Linked DNA regions of Macaca mulatta: region 2 is linked to region 1. Evidence: chromatin contacts called from public Hi-C data. All regions are on one chromosome and are shown on one strand. The core of a region is the stretch at or near the end of the contact, and the rest is flanking DNA. Distances in the headings are between cores, read along the strand shown. Region 1 holds the start of EFCAB2 (EF-hand calcium binding domain 2). Region 2 holds the start of DESI2 (desumoylating isopeptidase 2).

Region 1 (7,027 bases), core at 1,989-4,488:
TTCTAATTGGTTAGATGTAATTTCTGAAAATTCAAAATACAGTAGCTGGCAATCAAAATAGTAATGGACTATTTCCATTAAAAGATCACCAAAGTGAGTCTCTACTTAGTTTATCCCCTGAAAAAATGCCTTTATTTCATAATACCCTTCAAACTGCAACTAGTTAATCCATAAAACTGTTAACAATAAATGAGATATAGCATATGAGTGCTTCTGGAACTTTGTTTTTTTTTTTTTTTTTTTTTGAGACGGAGTTTTACTCTGTCGCCAGGCTGGAGTGCAGTGGCGCGATCTTGGCTCACTGCAGCCTCCGCCTCCTCAGTTCAAGCGATTCTCCTGTCTCAGCCTCCCGAGTAGCTGGGACTACAGGGCGTGCCACCACGCCCGGCCTTCTCAAACTTTAATGTACATACAAATCACCCACAGACATGTTAAAATGAAGACTGATTCACTAGGTCGGGGACAGCCAGTGATGTCCAGGCTGCTGTCCACGGACTACAAGGATACACACCTAGCACAGTGGTTGGCACCGAGACTACTCAGCCCAGTTAACTATTCCCTCCCATTTGTATATATCTCATCTCCCTTACTGATCTCACCTTTCTTGGAAGCAAAGACAATGACTTTTTCATCTTTGTATCTTTCAAAGTTCTAAGTAGAATGAATGCCTTATCTACATAATGGCATTAGATATATGTATTCTGAATGAATGGCATCCACCTTTTAACAGTGATTATTTCTTCTATGAGAATTGTTTCTCTGAATTTATTTTAAATAGAAAAATAGTTCAAAAGCTGAAAAATCAGGAAAACTCTCAATTTTAAAAACCGATAAATACTGTATTTGTACCATACTCCAGTGCGTTTTTTCTCATGCTGACCTAACCTTTTTTAAGAAAATAAATATCCATAATTACCTGCTAGTTTATCTCCTAATGGTTTTCCTTTTTTTTTTTTTCTTTTTTTTTTTTGGTAAATAAAAATAAGCCATCAATTTTTCAGGGAAAGTTTTAAAACCACCCTTTTCTTTGTATGCAAGGGCACCTTTGTAAAGTAATACCTATAAAATAATCCTGGCTTCTCGGATTAATATTATATAAAAATCACAGTATCCTTGTTATCAATAGGTAGACCGTTGGCACAGTTTCATGTGTGTCTTCGCCGATTTTCTGTGATCACCGGAACAAGTGACTAAATATCTCAGGATTCGTTTCTTCCCTTGTAAATATTAGCTGTTAACCTGACCACACTTGGTTCTGTGCAGAGAAAAATGGTTTGAGGGGGTGTTTTGAGCACTCCAGAAAGAAAACAAAGGAGGAATATTTTCACTTCCTACTTGTTTACCTTTACTGTTTTATGGCTTTTTGGATATTTTTGGGTAACACAATTATTTTTGAGTACCTAAGGGCATGGTAACCAAGGATCGGGTTTTAATCCTACCATTAATCACACCATGAATTGAAAACAACATGAAAGGTCTTGCAAATAAACGTAATCACTTTTTGGCGTCTCCGCACAGGCAACACACCGATGCCTCTGATCTGGCGACCTTAAGCCTCGAAGCGCAGTCCCGCCTCTGCAGGCGGCCACCGCGCGGGGCTGGGTGGTCCCCCGGGGACCGCGAGCGGTTCCAAGGTCTCCGCCAGATTTTGGTTTTCATCTTTATTAAAACTGCTGTTTAGGTGTGTGTCTTTTTTTTCTTTTTTTTTTTTTTAAGACAAGACAACAGGCCAGTTGCGCGACGCAAGCCGGCCGCGGGGCAGGCATTTCGGAGCACCGGGAAGCTCGGAGGCAGCGGCGGTGACCTCCAGACCGTCCTCCTGCGTCCTCATTAAGGAGGCAAAATGGTGGCCGCGAACGCCATCAGGCTGCGCCAGGGCGGGGTTTCGGCGCCAACACAGAGGATCCCGCCAGATTCTGGCGGCCAGAACTCCTCCTCACCCAGGCCACCCCCCGGGGCCCACAGCCTGGACCGCTACGGGCGTGGCACCTGCGGCACCGAGACCCCCGGCGAGGGTGTGGAGGCGGCGACGACTTCCCCGCGACAGTGAACAACGACGCCATTATCAGCACCCCCTGCCGGCGCCTCCGGCGCAGCCCGCGCAGGAGCCGAGGCCCGGCCTCCGAGGGAGGGGGAAGGAGGACGCGGCGGGAGGAGAGGAAGAGGGGGAGGAGGGCGAGAGGAGGGGAGAGAGAACAGGGCGGGAGGAGGGAGGAGACGGCGGGAGGAGGGAGAAGAAGGCGGGAGGAGGGAGAAGAAGGCGGGAGGAGGGGAGACAGGCGGGGCGGGGCGGAGCGGCAGGCCGGGCTGGCTGCGGGGACGGGGGCAGGGCGGCGGCGGCTGCTGCTGCTGCGGGATGGCCCCCTCCTCGGGCCACCCTCTCCCTGCGGCTGGGGACTCCAGATGGACGAGGGCCCACCCCACCCGGCGCTTCCCCGTGCGACCCGGTGTCGCGGCGGGCGGCGAGGCCAGCGGCTCCCCGTCGCCCCTACCTTACCTTCCCTGTCTTTCTCGTCCGCCATCTTGCTGCGGAGCCGGTCGCCTGGGAGATGCCTAACGATAACCTCGGCCGCGGTGTCCCGGCCTGCTCAGCGCCCCGCGGCGAGCCTGGCTTGGAGGAGGGGCCGCTCCGAATTCTGGGGGAGGAAGACCCTTGGGCGGGGCGGGGCGGGGAGAAGGCTCCGAGCGCGCGCCGCGTCCCCGCTTCCCGCCACGACCCTCGCGCTGGGGGAAGACCAGAAGCCGCGTCTGCCACCCGGCCCCCAACCTTGTCCCTGCAGACCCGAGGCCGGGGCCCGACTAGTCGCGGGCCTAGCAGTGTTACTTCATCACACGCTCCCCAGCCCCCCTTCCCTTATTTCTCATCCATTTGGGGACAGCACGCGCGCGCACACACCCTCGCCCCTCCTGTCCTGTTTGTGCGACGTGGCGTTGCTCGATTTTTGTTGTGAACTGCAGATTTTGAAAAGCGCCGGAGAGCTAGGTGAAGAGCTGGGCTCCCGAGGGGGTGACAGAACCAGCCCGCGGCCCGACCTCCTCCTCCCGCTTCCCATCGGCCCGGCTGCTGCAGAACGGCCGCGCCTGCCCTCCCGGTTTCTCCCGTCCAGTCCTCACCGTCCTTTCCCAGAGAAAGCGGCAGCACAGCCTATGACAACTAAGCTGAAACGGAAAAACTGGGCCGGGCGCAAGAGGAAACCAGAGCCATTCGACTATTATTACTAGAGGAGAGGAATAGCTGTAGAAAAACATGCGCAAAATAGGCACAAACATTGCGTCGTCAAGGCTGCAATGTCTCATACAAAATAGAAGGTTCTCATAGCAACAAAAACGTGCCCATGTTGTGCTCAGTGTTAACATGCGTTAAAATGTTCTTAGTTGTGAAATTTGACATGACCGCTGGTTAAAGTTACAATGGAAGTTTTAAATCCTGCTTTCCGGAAACTTTGCAGCCATAGCATGAGGTTAAATTTTTCTTATTTTCAGGACAAGTTTACTTATACTGGAATATAGTAAAGCTCTTTTTATAAAGAGCTTTGAATAAAATACCTAACGATGTGGTTCAAACGAACACATTTTCAAAACTAATTTTAAATGGTATTTCAGTGCATATGTTATGTAAAAGCAATTTATAAACTAAATTAAATTTTAAGAGCCTTCAAAATACAAAGTACTCGTATTTAATGACTTAACAGTTTTAATGCTTTTATTCTGTTTCTATAATCTCTCAGGAAATCCTGACTATATTTTTATTAAAATAACTTTTTCTGTAGAAGATACCCATTTGGTGCTGTGATCAGCATTCTGCCTGAAATTGAATATAAACAACTGAATCATTACAAAATGGCTCATGTTAGAAGATACTTAAAACGAATACAATCTTGTACAGTAAATTTTTAACACCCCAAAATAACGAAAAGTAATTATTAGCATTCATTTATATCTACATCTCAGTCAATATGATCTAAATATTTGTGTTTAAAGCCTCCCCCTCTCCATATAGATAATGAAGGGCTTTGAAATAAGTGTAGGAAACCCTAAGTTTGGTCTCAGGCTTGCTATTCATTCACTATGCTTTTTCGTCTGCTGTTTACAGTTTCCTTTTTCTGGAGCGTCTTTCTCTGCTCTCTCCCCCGCCATCATTTCAGCTTCCCACAAACACACATTTGTCCCCTCCTGGTTGTCATGCAGGATGACTGTCTTTGTTTTTGTTTTTGTCTTTTGTTTTTCGAGACAGGGTCTCGCTCTGTCCTCCGGGATGGAGTGCAGTGGTGCGATCTCTGCTCACAGCAGCTTCCGCCTCCCGGTCTCAAGTGACCCTCCCACCTCAACCTCCCAAGTAGCTGGGAGGAGAGGCTTGCGCCACCATGTCTGCTAGTTTTTGTATTTTTTGTAGAGACAGTGTTTCCCCCTGTTGCCCAGGCTGCTCTCAAACTCCTGAGCTCAAGCGATCTGCCGCCTGCCTCGGCCTCCCAAAGTTCTGGGATTGCAGGTGTGAGCCACCGTGCCTGGCCAGGATGACCTTCTCGAAGTCACCTACTAATTGAAGCTCTCCCTCTCAGCCTTTTCCTCTATGGCCCCATACTCATAGAGCCTCCCACATTGATTTGCAATGCTTTCTTTTTTTTTTTTTTTTTTTTTTTTTTGAGACGGAGTCTCGCTCTGTCACCCAGGCTGGAGTTCAGTGGCCGGATCTCAGCTCACTGCAAGCTCCGCCTCCCGGGTTCCCGCCATTCTCCTGCCTCAGCCTCCCGAGTAGCTGGGACTACAGGCGCCCGCCACCTCGCCCGGCTAGCTTTTTGTATTTTTTAGTAGAGACGGGGTTTCACCATGTTAGCCAGGATGGTCTCGATCTCCTGACCTCGTGATCCGCCCGTCTCGGCCTCCCAAAGTGCTGGGATTACAGGCTTGAGCCACCGCGCCCAGCCTGATTTGCAATGCTTTCGTTCGTTCACTTGTTTCCACCTGCCAAACAGTAAGGTCTTGAAGACAGAAACAGCATTATTCATTCATATATCCCCAGTATCTAGTACAGTTTTTCTGTTTGGTAATATATGTCTTAAAAATTAAGATAGGAATAAGTCTTCTCAATGACTTTTTTTCAAAAAAGACCCAGATTCAGCACGTACTGTGTGTAAGACAGACCTTCCTTTTACATTACGTTTTCTCATCAGTAAAAGTACTGGGCCAGGTGTGGTGGCTCAGGCATAATCTCAGCACTTGGGGAGGCCCAAGCGGGTGGATCACTTCAGGTCATGAGTTCAAGACCAGCCTGGCCCACATGGTAAGACCCCACCTCTATTAAAAATAGAAAAATTAGCCAGGTGTGGTGGCTCACACCTGTAATCCCAGCTACTGGGGAGGCTGAGGCAGAAGAATCGCTTGAACCCGGGAGGCAGAGGTTGCAGTGAGCCGAGATTCACCGCTGCACTCCAGCCCACATGACAGAGCAAGACTCCATCTCAAAAAAAAAAGTACCAGTATTTCATGTCAATAAAATAGAATTCTTATATAAACATATATAAATTAAAAATTATTTTGAGTTGAACAGATTTCTCTGTAAACCCCCCTGTATTTTTATATTTTTAAAACTAACTGTATTCAGCAAAGCTTTTTATTATGTAATTATTCCAAAACACATTAATCATTATTTCTCTGAACTCCTACAGCACATTTAAAACAGTACTGTTTCTCTAGGTGTGGGTGAGTAAAAAAATATTTAATATATGTTAATTAACTCCCCCATCCCCTGACCCTGCCAAGGTTTGAATAGGAGCCTACACCTTTATAAACTCTTTATATACCCACACTACCTAGCCTAATCAGGACACATATTAGTTGCTTCATACATACTTTTCAACTGCCTAATTTGCTGATTAGACATAAAAGTATATAATTCTAGAAAAGTTTCCACAAGGTGAAAATGATTATCCAAATAAAAAAGGCCCACAATGCCAGTGAGTACATTATCTGCATTATGCTAATATTTGCCTCCTTTCAACTCTGTTTGATTGTAGAAAACTGACAGATGATTATATTACACTTTTAACTCTTTAAATATTACTAGCTTGCTTTGGACTGTGGAAAACTAACTACAATCATTTTTATTCCTTAGAATATATTTTGCGGATGGGCACTGTGACTCACGCCTGTATACCTAGCACTTTGGGAGGCCGAGGTGGGCGGATCACGAGGTCAGGAGATCGAGACCATCCTGGCCAATATGGTGAAACCCCGTCTCTACTAAAATACAAAAAAAATTAGCCGGGCGAGGTGGCGGGCGCCTGTAGTCCCAGCTACTCGGGAGGCTGAGGCAGGAGAATGGCGGGAACCCGGGAGGCGGAGCTTGCAGTGAGCCGAGATCGCGCCACTGCACTCCAGCCTGGGCGACAGAGCGAGACTCCGTCTCAAAAAAAAAAAATACAAAAATTAGGTGGACGTGGTGTCGGGCGCCTGTAGTCCCAGCTACTCGGGAGGCTGAGGCAGGAGAATGGCTTGAACCCGGGAGGCAGAGGTTGCAGTGAGCCGAGATCGCGGCATTGCACTCCAGCCTGGGCGACAGAACAGGGACTTAAAAAAATAAATAAATAAAAAATAAATAAAATATATATATATATGTATATATATGTGTGTGTGTGTATATAGCTTCTGAGCTGTAGCTTGAGTAACTTTTAATATTGTATGCCGCCAAAGCATTTTTTCAGTTAAACATCTCATAATGATTTTCAGAAATTTAGAATCAGAAAATCATTTTTGATCCCACTCATGGATATATAAACTTAGGGCTAAATCAGAAAAGCAAGCACATAGTTTTAGACAATCACACTTATTTGATGCATTACTCCATGGAGTCAGATGGATACTTACAGGTTATGTCCTTTTGCATGCTTAAATTGATAGTGAGTTAAATCTGTTCGGACAGCCATCAGTGATGTGCCCATGAGGAACAGAGAAAATGTTTCTTTTGAATGCAGTTGACTCAGTTACCTAAGATGTGAGTGAAGTGGGAAGGGTAAGTGGTGTGAATAAT
Region 2 (7,027 bases), core at 2,008-4,507, 340 kb after region 1:
ATCACCGAGAAGGCAGCAAGCAATAATTTAGGAACACTGTGCATGATTATGTAAACTTCTGAGGATCACGGTATTCTTCCACGAGAAGGAAGTTAATACTGGTGACCCCAATAGAATTATTTTCGTGCACACGGCAGAGTTACAGAAGAAATGATCCGCAGCAGCCTAGTCTAGAGAACAGGACAAACACAATCAGAGCTGGAACGGGCGACCTAACAAAGACACACAAGGACACATGGCAAGAGGTCCCTATAACCGTGATTATAAGGGCATCCCAAAGGTTGATTTTCATATTTACAGAGTTTGAACCAGACAGCTGATGTACTAGGCCTAAACAGGTAACAGCTATCCTCATCCAAGGCATCTCTGATGAATAGGAAGAATTACCAAGGATAAAAGGAATTTACGCTTGGTAACAAGCAAAAATGTTTCAAAAACCAAAACTGACTTGAGAAAAATTAGTATAATAGACCAAAATTCGTATCTCAATCCGTTAGTCTTCATTCTAAAACAACTGATCACACTGTTCCCCTCCGTGAAAACCATAAATGACTCTGCTGGCTCAAGGAGCCCCTCAGCCCTTCAACTCATCAACCCAAGCCCACAACTCATCGGACTAATGAAGTTCTAATCACACTTTGTTTTGTCTCCTTTCATTTACGCTTTACTCTAGCTATACTGGACCAGCTGCTACTTCCCAAATCCCACCTGTGCTTTCCCTAGTCCTGCCATTTGGTTCATGCCAACTGTTCTCTGCCCTTGTGGATGCTACCCATTCTTCAAGTTTCATACCTTTGATTTTTCAGCATTCCCTGATGCTGCAACCACATATAGTCTCCTCCTTTACATCCTTGTCTGCTCTTATCAAAACCGTGCTATTCTGTCTTGAATTGTTACCACTGTTGTGTATCTCCTCTACAATACTCTAAATTCCTTAAAGAAGAAAGGACAGTTAACTCATCCTTGTGGCTTCTACCACGTCAAAAATAGTAAGTAACGGTAGGTTGCTGAATTAGTGACGTAAAACACTCAAAGCCCTCAAAAAAACATGCAAGATCAAGTTTATTAAAAGTCTAATAATTCAACTATTTATCATTCCGATAAACATTCATATGCTTCATCTCCTGTTCATAAGCAATATAAAGACATAAATGCAGGAATTAGAAGAGAAGATAGTGAATAAGATTTTGGTTGACAAATTCTAGATTATATTTTTAGTTGTTTGGGCAGATCACTTACTCTCTTCCCCGTCTGCTTCATTCTGTAACTACCTATTTTACAAACTTGATGTGAAGAATAAGATCTTGTTAATTAGTCAATATTTTAACATCGTCCAGAACAGTCCTCCCTTTGAAAATACTGAATACCATCTCTAGCTTTTCCCAATCGACCACAATTAGCAAAGATTTTCCTGTATCACAGAATGCCTAAAGTGTAAAGCCCACTATATGCCAAAAAATGCATTTTCATTTTCATATAAAAGGTAAAACTCTCTTCCTCTATTCTCACAAATTCTTCTAGGCTCTGAAACCACGGCTTCTGGCCATTGTATCCTAATTTATAAACGGGTTTGTTTAACAATCTAGGAGAAAAGGCACACTGTGCTCTCAAGAGCAGAATATATTCTGAAAGACAGCAATAGCCTTCATGAATAAAAAACAAACCACACTCAGATGGGGGGGGAGTGGTGCACAGAAAAAGTACAAGGGCAGTAAGAACCTTGAAAAATAAAGGCGTTCAGCTGAACACAAAAAGTTTAAGTCTAGAGAATTATTTCTCAACAGTGACACAGGCCAAAGAATTTACAAAGTGCCATGCTTTTCTAGGATCTTTTGTTTGGCTTATTCTCTTCAACTTTTTCTGTGCTGTTCCACTTTTCTCAGCATGTGAACTCATCTCATCTCCAAGCTCACATCAGAATTCAACAGAGGACTCATCTCAAGTGGCAGGCAGTTCCTACACCCTTCTGACACAATTCCCAGATATGGCCTGAGGAATCCCTTTCTACCCAAGATATAACACTGTAAATGTAGAAACTTATAAATAATACAAGGGAATACAAAGTTTAGAACTGTGTAAGACTCCTGGCCTGTAGTCCTTCTGCTCTCCCGCATCTTTAAGCCAACAAAAACCACGATGGGCAATTTTTCATTTGTCAGTCAACTTACAAGGAATTTTAAGCATTGCAGTCAGAGGTAATCCATTCGACAGAACAAAAACCCATCAACCCAAAGCAAGCAAACGCACCCAGGCATACATCTAACTGCAACGACAACTCTCCACCGGGTGCTTTTTCTGGGGTAATTTCAACTGCAAAAATCAGGCAAACCAGTTCTTGGGCTCGATTCTGCGTGCCTGCCAGACTCCAAAGTTACATGACACAACAAACAACTTCTTCCCTTCCCTCTCCTGTGGTCACGTCACCTGTTGCATCACCGGGAAAGTGGTCTTCAGGGTGTGGGAAAGGAGCACCACCAGGATCTCTGAATCATTCAGCTGGGCTATTTTCTTGAGAAATGTTAGCCTCATTCATATTTTAACGCGGTTGCCTTGAACACACAAGGCAAGGGTGTGTTGGCTCCTGTTCACCTTTGAAGAGATTCTAGCACAGGCACCCGAAAGCTGTGACTTTCTGGACTTGGAGGGGCTTGGGAGTTTTTCAAGACTAAGCCACGGAGAGAGATGCACAGCTCGGCAGAAGCAGAGGAGCTGGGAGCGCAGGCGGTCGGGACGGGGGTCCCGGGGCAGCCCCGGGGGCCGGCAAGTGGGGTTGGACACGCAACGGAAGCTTTGCCGAAAGGACACTGCTCGTGGGCCAAGGGGTCGGGCCCAGAGCCAGGGTCGCGGCCAACCGGAGCGGCTGGGAGAGGTTCCAGCCCACCTGAGCACCGGCCAAAGCCTCGGGCTGACTGGGTTCACCGGAGCGTCGACGAGTGCGAGGATTAAAAATGAACCACACTCCCTCCTTTACCCCCGGCTTCCCCCGAGAACTAGGCTGGAGGCGGAGACGCGAGGCAGGAAGCGCCTGGGGCCGGGGTCCGAGCCCGACCGGCGAGAGGAAGCCGGCCTGGGCCAGGGCTCGGGGCCGCCAGGGGCCGCACTCACCATGTCGTACACGTTGAGCACCACTAACTGGTTAGCCCCCATCCTCCTCCCCGCGGCCGCCGCCTCGTCCTCAAGCCGCTCCGTCTCCGCGGGGCCGGAGGCCGCTCTCACCCCCGCGGGCGCTTCAGGGGGCCCGAGCCGGGCACTAAGCGCACAGCCCGGCCCGCGGCAGCCGGGGCGGAAGCATCGGGCAGCCGAGCCGCTCCCGGGCGCCGCCGACAGGAGCCTCTGTGCGGACGGGGCCGGACCGTTGGCGGCCCGCTCCGGATGAGGCACCTCCCCTAGGCGGCAGACACGTGGGGAAAGGCGGGGCTTGAGCAAGGGGCGGGCGCCAGGCGCCCCGGGGGCGGGGCCGGCCCGGCGCCGGGACTGAGCCCGCCTGCGCTCTGGCTCCCGGCCGCCGCACCTCGGGACCTAAAATGGCGGCAGCTTCGGCGCCTCCGCGTTCTGGAGGCACGGGGCCACAGGAACACTACAGTTCCCAGCATGCAGTGAGGATTCCCCCTCGCTACTATAAGCGCAGAGGCGGAGTCTCAACAGTCCTTCGACTACAACTCCCTGCATGCCGCGGGGGCCCCGGTCCTACCAGACCAGGCCTCCCTGGGAGACTACTGCTCCCAGCATGCAGTGCTTTGGAGCTGCGGCCGATACCTTGCGGTCCGCGGGCGGTGAAGTCTTCTACTTTCATTCACCCTCTCATCGCCGGTGCTGCTGCTGTTAGTAGTTCATGTCGCGTTGAGCTCGATGAAGCCAACGAAATGTGGCAAAAGACCAGAGTGATGACCCTAAGTTTTCCAAATCCCTCCTCACTTTTTCTTTGGCAAAGGGAGGGGTGGGGAAACAGGAAGACGAGTTACTGGTGTGGGATGAGGTGTAACGTGCATCCAGTTAATCCTCAGTGTGGAATTTACGTTTTGTGAAACTATCCTGCTGATATGAGAAGGGTCCAGTAACCATAGCTTAGCACAATCCTGGGACGTAGTATGCAGCTCTGCATTAATTTAACAAATATTTGTTGTGTGCTTCCTATGTGCCAGGCAGTGTTGTAGGCCCTCGGGAATATTGTGATAAACAGGAACAGGGACAAACAAATTATCACTGGTATGTGCTTTGCAGAAAATTTAAATAAGGTGAAGTCATTGAGAGTAATCTTAAATTGGCTGCACGGGGAAGATCGCTGTAATGAGATGAGTTTTAAGCTGAACTATGAATGACAAAGCCAGCCCCGCAAATATGAGGGGGAGGAGTATTTCAGTCAAAGGGAACAAATGCAAAGATCTGAGGCATGAAGGAGTTGTCTGTATTCAAGGAAACAAAAGATCACTGTTGCTGGGACACAATAGGCAAGGACACGATGGTGTTAGATGAGCTGGGCAGGTAGGCAGAAGCCAGAGCTCGGAAGGATTTTAAAATTCATAACAGGGGTTGTATTTTGAATGAAGCCATAAGTTTGGACCAGGGAGTGAAATGATTGTGCGTGTGTTTAAAAATGATTACTTGGGTTGCTGTGTGGAAAATGGATTTCAGAGAGGCAAAGGAGGTGGAAACAGGAAGATGAGTGTGGCAGATTATCAAAATAGCCACAAATTATTTCCAGTCTCCCAAATTGTACTCTTTGGTGGTGTCTCCCCCCACTGACTGCACTGGACTGTGACTTGCTTTGGACATGGGACATTAACAGCATGCTAGCAGAGGCTTAAAAAACACTTGTGAGTTGGGACTTGCCCTCTTGCTGAACTTGGGAGTCCTGTGGCCACCATCTTAGGAATGAGTGTAGGCTAGCCTGATGGATGATGAGGGACACATGGTCAAGTCATGGCCCACATCCAGCTGACATCCAACCAACTGCGAACATGTGAAGCTCTCCTGGGCTATCCTTCCCTGGCCACAACCACATTGATGTGAGAAATAATGTTTTTAGCCACAAAGTTTTGGGGGTAGTTATGTGGCGAAAGTTAATTGAGTCAACCAATTGGATGCTATTCCAGAAGTGCATGCCAGAAATGGCTTCGTTGTTGCTGATAGTGGTGGAGACCGAAATAATTAGAGTTTAAATATTTTGGAGTAAAGTCTGTGGAACTTGCTAATGAGTTAGATGTTGAGTTGGTTAGGGAGAGAGGATTCAAGAAAACTTCTAGATTTTTGACTTGGTCAATTGAGTGGATAGTTCTGGCATTTATAAGATGTGACACATTTTGGGGAGGAGCAGGTTGAGGGGAGGGAAATCAAGAGTTATGGTTTGATCATGCTAAGTTGGAGATGCCTTTTAGACATCCATGACTGCCAAGTAGTAGACATTTGGATAAACTGGAGTCATGGCCATTATAGACTTGGGGCTTGGTTGGATGACCTAGGAATATGTATAGCTAAAAAGAAGTGGGCCAAGAACAAAGCTCTAGGACCCTTCACCATGTAGAGGTCAAGTAAAGGATGAAGAGGAAGCATGGAGGCAGGAGGAAAATCAGAAAGAACATGATAACATTGATGTCAAGACTATTGGACTCAGCAATATAGAGATCACTGGTCGCTTTGACATGAGCGGTCTCTGGGAGGAGTGAGATTTAAATAACTGCTTTAACAGTTTGAGAAGCAAATGTGATGAAAAAGAGACAACTTAAACTTGGGGCAACAGCTGGATAAGGCTGTGTGGTCAATGGAGGGCATTTTGAAGATGGGAGATGCTGAGGCATACTTGCATGCAAAGAGAGAGAAATTGATAAAGGAGAGGGAAAGATTTGCAAGGACAAAGAAGGGGGAGGGATCCAGGGCACGAGTGTAAGGGTTGCCATTTAGTAGGGGGGATGCTTCATCCATAGTGATGGCGTAGAAGGCAGGTGCAGGTGCATAGTTATGGCACAGAAGACAAGGAGACAGGCGGGTTAGAAATACGGGAGTGTAGGAAATGAGAGTGTTCTTTCCTGGTTTACTTTGATTTTCTCAATGAATTATGAGGCAAGAATATCATCAAAGAGTAAGACGTGAGGAGAGGGGCATAGGGAGTTTGGAGAGAGAGAAGGTGATGTAAAAATAGAGCAAATAAGTAAACTTGGAAAATGCGGTTTTGTCAGGTGGTGTTGGGGAACAGTAAATGCTGTGCACAACATTGTTATTTGGCTGTCCTCTGGAAGGTTGTTGACAAAGTTCTAAAATCTCTTTTTGGTATATCAGCTGCCTTGCTTCTCTTTCCTAGCGTGGCGTTCCTCCCCACCTTAAGCAATTACACAAACTATGTAATCATCTGCTAAGTCCTTTTTCCTGTGAAAGGTGGGGAAAAGGCACTATGCATTTGCACCTTATTTAGTCCTGGCTGCAGTCCCCGGAGGGCTCAAACTGCAGGTTCACTTTTTAACTTTTACTGTACACACTCCCTTTGCCCTTTGTGATCTCATCCACTCTCAGCTGTAACTGTTGCATGTATGCTGAAGAGCCACATGTCTCCATCGTCAGTGCTCTTCTCTCTCCAGAGTGCCAGGCCAGTATAACCTACAGCCTTTTGGACTTCTCTACCAGGATGTATTGGTTTCCCTTGGCTGCAAATTGCCACAAACTTAGTGGTTTAAAATAACACAAATTTATTTTCTTGTAGTTCTAGAGATCAGAAGTCCAAAATGGGTCTCCCTGGGCTAACATCAAGGGCTGTGTTCCTTCTGGAGACTCTAGGGGACAATCTGCTTCCTTGCTTTCCCAGGTTCTAGAGGCTGCCCTCATTCCTTGGCTCATGGGCCCATCACTCCAGTGCCCCCCGCCATTTCCATCATCATGCCTTCTCTGACTCCCTTGTTTCTCCTTCTTACTTATGAAGAGCCTTGTGATTAGATTGGGCCCACCCGATAACTGAGGATTCTCTCTCCATCTCAGGATCCTTAATCATACCTGCTAAGTCCTTTCTTCCTGTAAAAGGCAACAGTCACAGATTCTGGGG

Evidence for each region. Hi-C and Micro-C count contacts between places; a contact is called where the count stands out from the background.
Region 2: a Hi-C map of fetal cortex germinal zone shows a contact between it and region 1, with 2.2 times the contacts expected there. The contact joins the promoter of DESI2 here to the promoter of EFCAB2 in region 1. A contact is called at or near these places in 3 of 14 Hi-C or Micro-C datasets (blood, cortical neurons and fetal cortex germinal zone).

What each region holds. Positions count from the first base shown.
Region 1 is chr1:4,137,090-4,144,116 of T2T-MMU8v2.0, forward strand. EFCAB2 (EF-hand calcium binding domain 2) reads right to left here and starts at 3,239. Exons shown (of 6, transcript XM_077998155.1): 1 at 3,115-3,239.
Region 2 is chr1:4,473,653-4,480,679 of T2T-MMU8v2.0, forward strand. DESI2 (desumoylating isopeptidase 2) reads right to left here and starts at 3,258. Exons shown (of 5, transcript NM_001257794.1): 1 at 3,106-3,258. The coding sequence starts at 3,147.